Linked DNA regions of Mus musculus: region 1 is linked to region 2. A link is a contact called in public HiChIP or PLAC-seq data. All regions are on one chromosome and are shown on one strand. Each heading gives the region's core, a stretch centred on a gene start, on an enhancer-like site or on the middle of the called end of the contact. The rest is flanking DNA. Distances are from core to core; before and after follow the strand shown. Region 1 holds the start of Kat14 (lysine acetyltransferase 14). Region 2 overlaps Bfsp1 (beaded filament structural protein 1, in lens-CP94).

Evidence for each region. HiChIP or PLAC-seq counts read pairs in DNA pulled down with a chosen protein or histone mark.
Region 1: a contact with region 2 is called in an H3K4me3 HiChIP or PLAC-seq map of bone marrow-derived macrophages, with 5 times the contacts expected there. The contact joins the promoter of Kat14 here to the enhancer-like site in region 2. A contact is called at or near these places in 15 of 39 promoter capture datasets (the 3T3-L1 cell line, 3T3-L1-derived adipocytes, the C10 cell line and 9 more), 1 of 15 datasets of contacts at CTCF or cohesin (large pre-B cells), 7 of 484 Hi-C or Micro-C datasets (the 63-12 cell line, B cells, CD4 T cells and 4 more), 10 of 115 datasets of contacts at active chromatin or transcription factors (the 230-238 cell line, bone marrow-derived macrophages, cardiomyocytes and 7 more) and 3 of 9 other capture datasets (adipose tissue, liver and macrophages).

The regions. Positions count from the first base shown.
Region 1 is chr2:144,367,755-144,371,898 of GRCm38.p6, reverse strand. It overlaps Kat14 (lysine acetyltransferase 14), which reads right to left and starts at 2,864. Exons shown (of 11, transcript NM_181417.3): 1 at 2,742-2,864. Pet117 (PET117 homolog) reads right to left here and starts at 2,916. Exons shown (of 2, transcript NM_001164813.1): 1 at 2,742-2,916. The coding sequence starts at 2,837.
Region 2 is chr2:143,845,717-143,850,065 of GRCm38.p6, reverse strand. Bfsp1 (beaded filament structural protein 1, in lens-CP94) reads left to right here. Exons shown (of 8, transcript NM_009751.2): 3 at 1,043-1,138; 4 at 4,076-4,165. Among named protein-coding and RNA genes, the nearest start is that of Bfsp1, 15 kb to the left of the region's middle. Within about 2 kb of position 2,940, at least 85 of the 459 cell types and tissues checked have an H3K27ac peak or open chromatin away from gene starts, as enhancers often do. A contact at or near this core is called in adipose tissue, bone marrow-derived macrophages, hematopoietic stem and progenitor cells and 3 more, where this site is marked.

The sequences.
Region 1 (4,144 bases), core at 1,615-4,114, 520 kb before region 2:
TAAATCTGTCATGGGTTTTTTGGGGTTGGTGGTGGGTAAGTGTATAAAAGCGAATTCAGTACTGAAAGTGGAGCTCCAGAGCTTCCGTTCTGAATGAACACCTACCTCTCCTAACCATACAGAAGGGCTGGAGGTAGGGCTCAGGAGAGAAGTGCTCATTCTTGCATGACATAACTTCAGTTTCCACAGAGGCTCACAAGTGGCTGTAACTCTGGACCAAAGGGATGTGATGACCTTGTCTAACCTCCACAGGCACCAGATATGCATGAGTGCTCGCACATGCATGCAAACCCTCTTAAATATAAAACAATAAAAATAAATAAAGCACATGTGAACGTTTACTGTGCAGTTCACTGAGTTGTACAGACTTTGAGTCTCATTAATTTTGATGTGTGATGTTTTTATTTATTTGCAAGGGGTTTGTGTTTTTACAATAAAGTCTACTCAAAATAAATAAATAAATAGATAAATAAATAAATACTCACCTAGTTCTTACTGAGCCTCTCCCAGGCCTACAGCTACATTTGCTACACCAGTGGAGTTGGGAAATGTAAGAGTGAGGGCTCAGGTCCAGCATGGTGGTACATTAGTTCTAGAATTTAGGAGGTAGTAGCAGGCAGATCTCTCTGAGCTCTGAGCCAGCCAAGACAACACAGAAAGACTTTGTCTTAACATAAGCCGCCAGTGAGCAGCTCTTTCACAGCCTCTGCTTCAGTTCCTACTTCCAGATTATCACCTCAATTGCTTTCATTGATGAACTGTGATATGGAGCTGGAAGTTGACCCCTTTCCACCCCAAGGTGCATTTAGTCATGGTGCTTTGTCATAGCAATAGGAAACCCTAACTAACACAGCTCTTTACTAACCTAACTCTAGCATCTGGAGCCTTGATTCCTGTAGAATCATTAACACTCCTCAACTTACCATAGGACCATACCTGGAAAACCTCATGATAAACTGAAAATAATAAAGGTGTTCTGACATGATACCACTGAACATCAGCATTCCGGGGCTCCCTGGGGTCTGAGGTTTGTTTTGCTGCCTGGCATTTTGAAAGAATCCTACCATTGATCCTGAGCCTGGGAAAATACCAAAATTCAATATTCAAAGAAAGTTTCACTAAATACAAACGATACTGCTTTCCTAAAAACCAAGTTAACCGGGGCTGGAGAGATGGCTCAGTGGTTAAAAGCACTAACTGCTCTTCCGAAGGTCCTGAGTTCAAATCCCAGCAACCACATGGTGGCTCACAACCATCTGTAACAAGATCTGACACCCTCTTCTGGAGTGTCTGAAGACAGCTACAGTGTACTTACATATAATAAATAAATAAATCTTTAAAAAAAAAACACCCAAACACATACATAAAACCAAGTTAACCATCTTTAAGTTAGGAACCATCTGTAATTGATGTCTACTAAGTTCCTTTGAGAGTTAAAGACAATGTCTGTAAAGTGAAAAACACTGTGTCTGGTGTGGGTAGACAGAAAACAAGCCATTATTTCCTTTACTGCCACCTTGAAGTTTTCAAGACATCTACCTTCCTCGATGTTACAGTAAGTCGCTAATGAATAGCTACTGGACAGCTTATTTTGGTCAGTATGTCTTGGTCACTAACTTCCAAGAAATAACTAGATCTTTGCACACTTCCATTCTCTAACTGTGATTCTCAACCGTTTCATTAAAGCCTTTGGCGTGCCTTTTGGAACACAGCTGAGTCTCCATGCTCCAGAGATCTGATTTAATTGGTCTGCTCATACTGTAAAAACTTCTCAGGGGAACAGAGTTTGAAACAAAACTGATAGCAAACGCTGTCTCCAAAACACATCAGGAGGACACAGACACCCTGTCTTCCAAGTTTAATTAGAACCACCATCTTTTCCTTTTCCTCCCAAGAAGGAAGTTTCTTGCTTCTACTCCAGAAGATATCCCTGGGGAACCATATTTTAATCCCAAATCTTTAATTCCTTGTGTGCTTCTCCATCACTGCACATCGACCCTGCTCCTCAAAATGGTTCTGAATTTGCAAGCCTAGTTTCATTGCAATTCCTAGTTTGTGAATACAAAGGTCGATGGTCTGGTGACTCTTGAGGCTTTCAGTAACTTCTGCCCATGGCAAATCCGATTCAAACCAAATAACTGTAAAGGTATTGCTTGAAAGGGCAAATACCAAGTACTGGCCAGCACAGTGTGGCACCATTATAAAAAGAACAATCTCGAGAGGTTATAATTAACTATGTGTTCTCAGTGTGCTCAGCGCACTAGCCAGCGTTGCAAACTGGAATGAGGAAGAGTCGGTTAGTCGCTGATTAATAAGCCAGTTATTCTCCGAAAGAAAGCCATTAAAAGAAAACGTGAAGGGCGCTCGCTACCTTTTATCCTTTCCAGAACCTAAGTCCAGTAGCAAAATGTTTTGTTAATGCAAGTTGCAAAAATCTCAAGTTTCTTTAGCCAAAGGCACTGGGGGGTGTGCTGGGTGTGAGCTGCTTTATCTCCGGATTTAACAATTCCTGGGTAAGGCTTTGTGGGCTGTGCTGCCCCCAGGGCCTCGAGCTCACCCTAGCAACTCTCTAACTCTGGACTACACCCCTGCCCCGAGGCTTCCGCCCCAGTCTCCCGCCTCGTGGCTGGGGGAGAGAAGTCGGCGTCCTGAACGCGCCCTTGCAGCCCGCCCGGCCCGCCACGCGCGCAGGGACAGCTGCGGGCTCGGCGCCCCGGAAGACGCGGTCACGTGACACCGACCTGCCGGTCCTGCCGCTGCTTCAGATGCACGCCGGCCACCGTGGCCGCCGTCAGCAGCACCGAGAGGCCCAGCACTGCCTTCGAACTCCTCGACATTCCCGCTCCCGGCCGCGGACTCGCTCCCGCGCCCGCCCCCGCCGCCGCCACAGCCGCCGCCGCCGCCGCAGCCGCAACGGGCCAGGCTCGACCTCTCGAGCGCAGAGCCGTTGCAAGTGCTATCGTCGCCAGGCTCTAGCAATCGAGCGCCGAGCGTAACCCCTGGCCCGCTTCGCTGCTTCTTGGGAGTGGCTGCCTGGGGCCCTGGCTTTCCTATTTGGGGACCGCCTTCACCAGGAAGTCGCAGTGCTGGGCTGCTTTGGAGTCGCGAGGGTGGGGTTGGGAGTGCCAGTGGAGTATGTACGGAGGACATCTGGTCGCTATGGGGCGACTGATCAGACCCTAAATTTTCTTAGAGTCTAAAAGCTGGGTGGTTGGTTTTTTGACAAGGTATTGCTGTGCAGCTCAAACTAGCTTCAAACTCGCAATCCTGCCTCAGCCTCGGCTACACCTTGTTGCCTACTAAACTTCTGTTGGGAAATGCACTGGGTCAGGCAAGGATCCGGACATGTTTAGCTCCTGTAATCTTAAGAAATGGCGTTGCCCGGCGTGGTGGCTCACGCCTTTAATCCCACCACTCCCGAGGCAGAGGCAGGCGGATTTCTGAGTTCGAGTCCTGCCTGGTCTACAAAGTGAGTTCCAGGACAACCAGGGCTATACAGAGAAACCCTGTCTCAAAAAACCAAAAGAAAAAAAAAATGTCGTTGATGCCCTTGGAGCCTTTCAGGAATGCTTGTAAGATCCTTGTGTCAGAGTAGTTCACAAGAGGCTAAGGATGGTGTCATTTGCACTTACCCCTTAAATTAAAAAAGAGACTTGGCTTCCCAGAACTTTTAAGTATTTGTGATGCCAATGAAGAATGGCATATCAGTAAATCACTCTTACCCAGGAAAGTACACATTCAAAGCTGCTGCTGAAAACCGATAGACAACAATGATAAGGCTCATTCAGGCCTTGATTAGGTATTCCCAGTGTTTCCCCAACATTCACTTCGTCTCAGTATGCTTTGCTCTTTCGTTCTCTGTTAAGTGAACCCAAACGGCATGAAGAAAATACTATTATGAACAGTTAGCATACTGCATTGGTTATATCTTTGGTTTTTTTTTTTTAATTAATTTTTTTGGTGTTTTTTGTTTGTTTCTTTGTTTGTTTGTTTTGACAGGGCTTCTCTGTGTAGCCCTGACTGTCCTGGAACTCACTTTGTAGACCAGGCTGGCCTCAAACTCAGAAATCCGCCTGCCTCTGCCTCCTGAGTGCTGGGATTAAAGGCATGCGACACCACGCCCGACTTTAATTTATTTTTTAAA
Region 2 (4,349 bases), core at 1,691-4,190:
GTATGATGTAATGTGGGGGAGGGGTGGGGTTACATGCTGTGGGGTGTGTGTGTGTGTGTGTGTGTGTGTGTGTGTGTGTGTGTGTGTGTTTGTGTGAAGGTCAGAGGACAACTTTGTGGAGTCATTTCTCTCCCTCCACCTTCATATAGGTTTGGTCTTGAAACTCAAGGTAATGATAGCAAGATACAAAACATAGATGTATGTAAATGTAAAGGCTACTTGGAATGTGAGTATATCTGTACTCTTGGCCTTTTCTTGATAAGGTTTCTGAAACCTTGCACTGTGGATGTTTAGGCTGTAATAGTCTTTGTTGTGTGAGTGTGGTGTGGTGTGGTGTGGTGTGGTGGACTGTTGTGTACTGTAGGAGACTTACAGCAGTCTTCTTGACCCTGCTTTTAAGTCCTGACAATAATTGTACTTCTGGACATTGCCAAATGTCCCTTTGAATTCAAAATCGCCGCATAATGAGAAGTACTGTTCTCAACCAGGTTTACTGAGTAGCCTACTGCTTTATTTAGAACTCAGCATGCAGGGCTGGCAAGATGGCTCCGTGGGGAAAAGCACATGCAGTGCACGGCTGATGACCTGCTCAGGATCCCAGGAACCCATGGTGGACGGAGAGACTCAGCTCCTGAAAGTTGTCTTCTGACTTCCACCCATGCAAGATGGTTCACATGTGTATGCACACACACACACACACACACACACACACACACACACACACACACTCATACACACACACACACACACAAACACACTCATACACACACAAACACACTCATACACACATACACAAACACACTCATACACACACACACACACAAACACACTCATACACACACACCCAAACAGAGAGAGTATGGAAGAGAGAGAGAGAGAGAGAGAGAGTAAGAGAGAGAGAGATCTAGACCCACTGAACAAGAATCCCTTATCAAGTCCCCACCTCGGCCCTGTGTTTCTACACTGGTTCACTTTACACCTAAGTGCTCTTTGTGACCCTAGCATGGCTTTTTTTGTTTGTCTGTTTGTCTGTCTGTTTCAGGAAGCCGATGAAGCCTTATTGCGTAACCTGCACCTTCAGTTGGAGGCACAGTTTCTGCAGGCAGATATCAGTGTGGCCAAGGACAGGTACAAGAAGGTAACTATCACGTGTGGGAAGCCCTTGCTCTTACAAAACCCAGCATGGGTTGGGTTGGACAGGAGACTGCTAGAGTGAGCAATGTTGACTACAGACCCTGAACTGGCATGAGCCGGCCATTGGACAGCACTTACCCAGCCAGAGGTGCCTAGAGAACATCAGTGGACAATGGCAGGATATGCCGGGAATTGCGATGTTAGGTTTTAGTGTCATAATTTACAAAATTATTTTGGCAGCTCCATCCCTATTAAGCAGTCTACTGTTTTATCTCAGAAAAATAAAGAGAAGGGAGAATATGTGTGTGTGCTTAAGGCATTGTTTTACAGTTCTTAGCTCTGCCTTAGAGGCAACCAGATAACACTTTCTTTTAGGAACCTCTTTTATTTGTCTATTTATTATTTATACTAATTATTTTATTTATTTACATTCTAAATGTTTCCCCCTTCTTGGTCCCCCCTCCATGAGTTCTTCATCCCCCTTCCCTGGGGTATCACGTTTCTACAGGATTTAGCACATCCTTTCCCACTGAGGCCAGATGGGGCAGTCCTCTGCTACATATGTGGGTGCCGGGGAATGGAGGGTGGTGGTGGCATGGGCCAGCCCATGTAGGCTCTTTGGTTGGTGGCTTAGTCTCTGGGAGCCCTGGGGGTTCTGAGTTAGTTGATACTGTTGTTCTTCCTATGGGGTTGTAATCCCCTTCAGCTAAGAGCCTCCTCCTTCAGAGTATCCTAACCTTTCCACTCCTTACACGCCTCTGGCAGGTGTGATACTGGAGGCCTTAGCACACTGGACAATCACATCCCAGCATTGTGTAATTGTGAGAGAGCAGCCTGGCCTCTCTGGGCTGCTTCCTATCTTTAAAATGTGAGTGGTATCCTCTTTGGTGCTGCTCTGGGTTAACCATGGGTTAACAGACAGGGGAGGCAGTGGTCTTAGGCTCTGGTCTTCTCTGACTGCCCATATGGTAACCTGAACCTTAGGTCTGTTGTGTCTTGACTTACCAGCAGGAATCTGGACACAGGAATGGGAAAAGCAGAGGTTCTCAACCTTCCTAGTGCTGCAACCCTTTAATATAGTTCCTCCTGTTGTTGTGACCCCACCCCCACCCCCAACCACAGAATTATTTTTGTTGCTACTTAATAACTATAATTTTGCTACTGTTACAAACTGTAGCGTTTTTCCACAGTCTTAGGTGACCCCCTCTGAAAGGGTCATATTATTCCAAAGGGGTCGGGACCCTCAGGTTGAGAATCTCTGGGATAAAGGGAATAAAGTTATTTACAGCTGACCAGAATTCGTACCCCATCTTCCTTGCTATTTTGGAAAAGAGAGGAAACCAAAGCCAGGAAGTGTCCTGCGTAGAGTTAGTTAGCTGCAAGTCTCTAGGGCTGTGAGGATCCTGTTCCTGGGGTGAATGGGGGAGTTTCTTATCTGTCCCGAGGCTCTGTCTGCTCTCACCCAGGCTAGAATTTCTTGGGGAAGCTTTCATTCTGTAGAGTTCTCTTTGGGGTCCTTGTTTCATTGATACAGTACCTGTGTCTTTTTGCCAAGGAGCTTACTGAAGCAGTGGAAAGCTACAATCTCATAGGAAATAGAGGGGAACTTCTCTACCCCTGGAGCAGCCTTGTTCAGTGGCTGATGGGCGGGCGTCTGTGTGTAACCCCCCTGGGCCCCTCTTGTCTGGGTAGCAGGACTTGGAGGAGGTCCTCCGAAGTCTGATCTTCGTGCCCACGGGAGTGCAATTGATGGCACGCCCTGCTTAGCCAGTGTCCTTTCCCTGCCTCTTCTCTGTCCTGTTAGTCACAAGGCCCCGAGCCATTGCCCAACTCAGCTGTGTCCACACCCAGATCTTTCTCTGGGGAAACTCACACTAAGACAAACTTGGTAATTTAGAGACAGCCTGGAGCTGGGCAAGGACCCAGCTAGCCTGGTGTTCCCTCCCACCCTCCCCACCTCCCTGTGTGTACCCTGCACTTTGACTGTAGTACCCTCTCCCTGGCAGTCTTCCCAGCCTCTCACCAGGCCCTTGCCTACTTCCTCCTCCACACCTTCCAGCTTCCTTATATTTATCTTATTGGATCCCGAGAGCAGTGTCTGGAGCCAGCCTGAAGTAGGCAGGCACTTATAACAATGGTGGGAAGCTCCCATTCATTATCTGTTGGGACCCAGCCTGATGAGGAAGGGCTCGAGTCAGCCCCTACAAACAGAGCCTGAGATAGTGGTCCTTGTTCCACAGTTACATCAGTGGAGGACTGTGGGGGATAGTGTGAGAGAGGGGAGCATTGGTCTCATCTGAAGGCCAATCTTTTTCACTCATGGGCTGGGGCCCTCGAAGTTTCCTGGACAAGTTGACCAATGCTTGGTCAAGGCTGTTTTCTGTAGAGGGTTGTGTTATCAGTCATTGCTCAGAGCTAGGAAAGGTGCACTGTCTGTTTAAGGTCACCAGGCCTCCCTGTAGATGGTTAGCCCTGTCTCATAAAAAGACCTTTATTCTAGGAGACTTTGAAGCTTACCTGAGAAGACACTCATATCCACTAAGTCATTTAGTGTAGGCGTGACTGGCTAAAGTTGCCCTCTCACTGAAGCACTGCCCTGTACTGTCACAGTCCTTTGTAGCTTCCAGGCCTTGTTCGGTCCCCTTTCTTCTCACCTGTCATCCAGGGTGCTGTGAGGCCAGGGGCAGTGTGTGAAGGCATCTGAAGGGAAATGGTCAAATAAGCTGAGCCCGATGGTTCTCCTGCCCCGTTGCTTCTGCAGATGTGCAATGCCCACTCCAATATGCCATCCGTGGCAGCTGTAGCTTATTCCTCTGTCCATCCAAGTGTGGCCACAGCTGTGGGCCAATGTGTGCAGGCACTCACTCCTGGGCTCACATAGGAAAGGGGGTGAGATTCCAGCAGCTCAACTTCTAATGAAAATGCTTTCCCTCTGCAACAGAATCTTCTGGAGATTCAGACCTACATCACCGTCCTGCAGCAGATCGTACAGACTGCTCCTCAAGTGTCCCTGGTTACTGGGATGAGGGAGGTAAGTACTGGAGCCCCAGCTGCAGGGAACGCTATCCAGTCCTGCAGGGAGGGGCTGTACTCTGAGTCTTCACTCCCATACCTGTGGAGGAGTTGACCTTCTCAGAGGTCCAGGGACAAGCACGGGGTCTGACTGTTAGAACTACCACAAGTTAACTCCTGCCTACTTCTAAGTGCTATTCAAG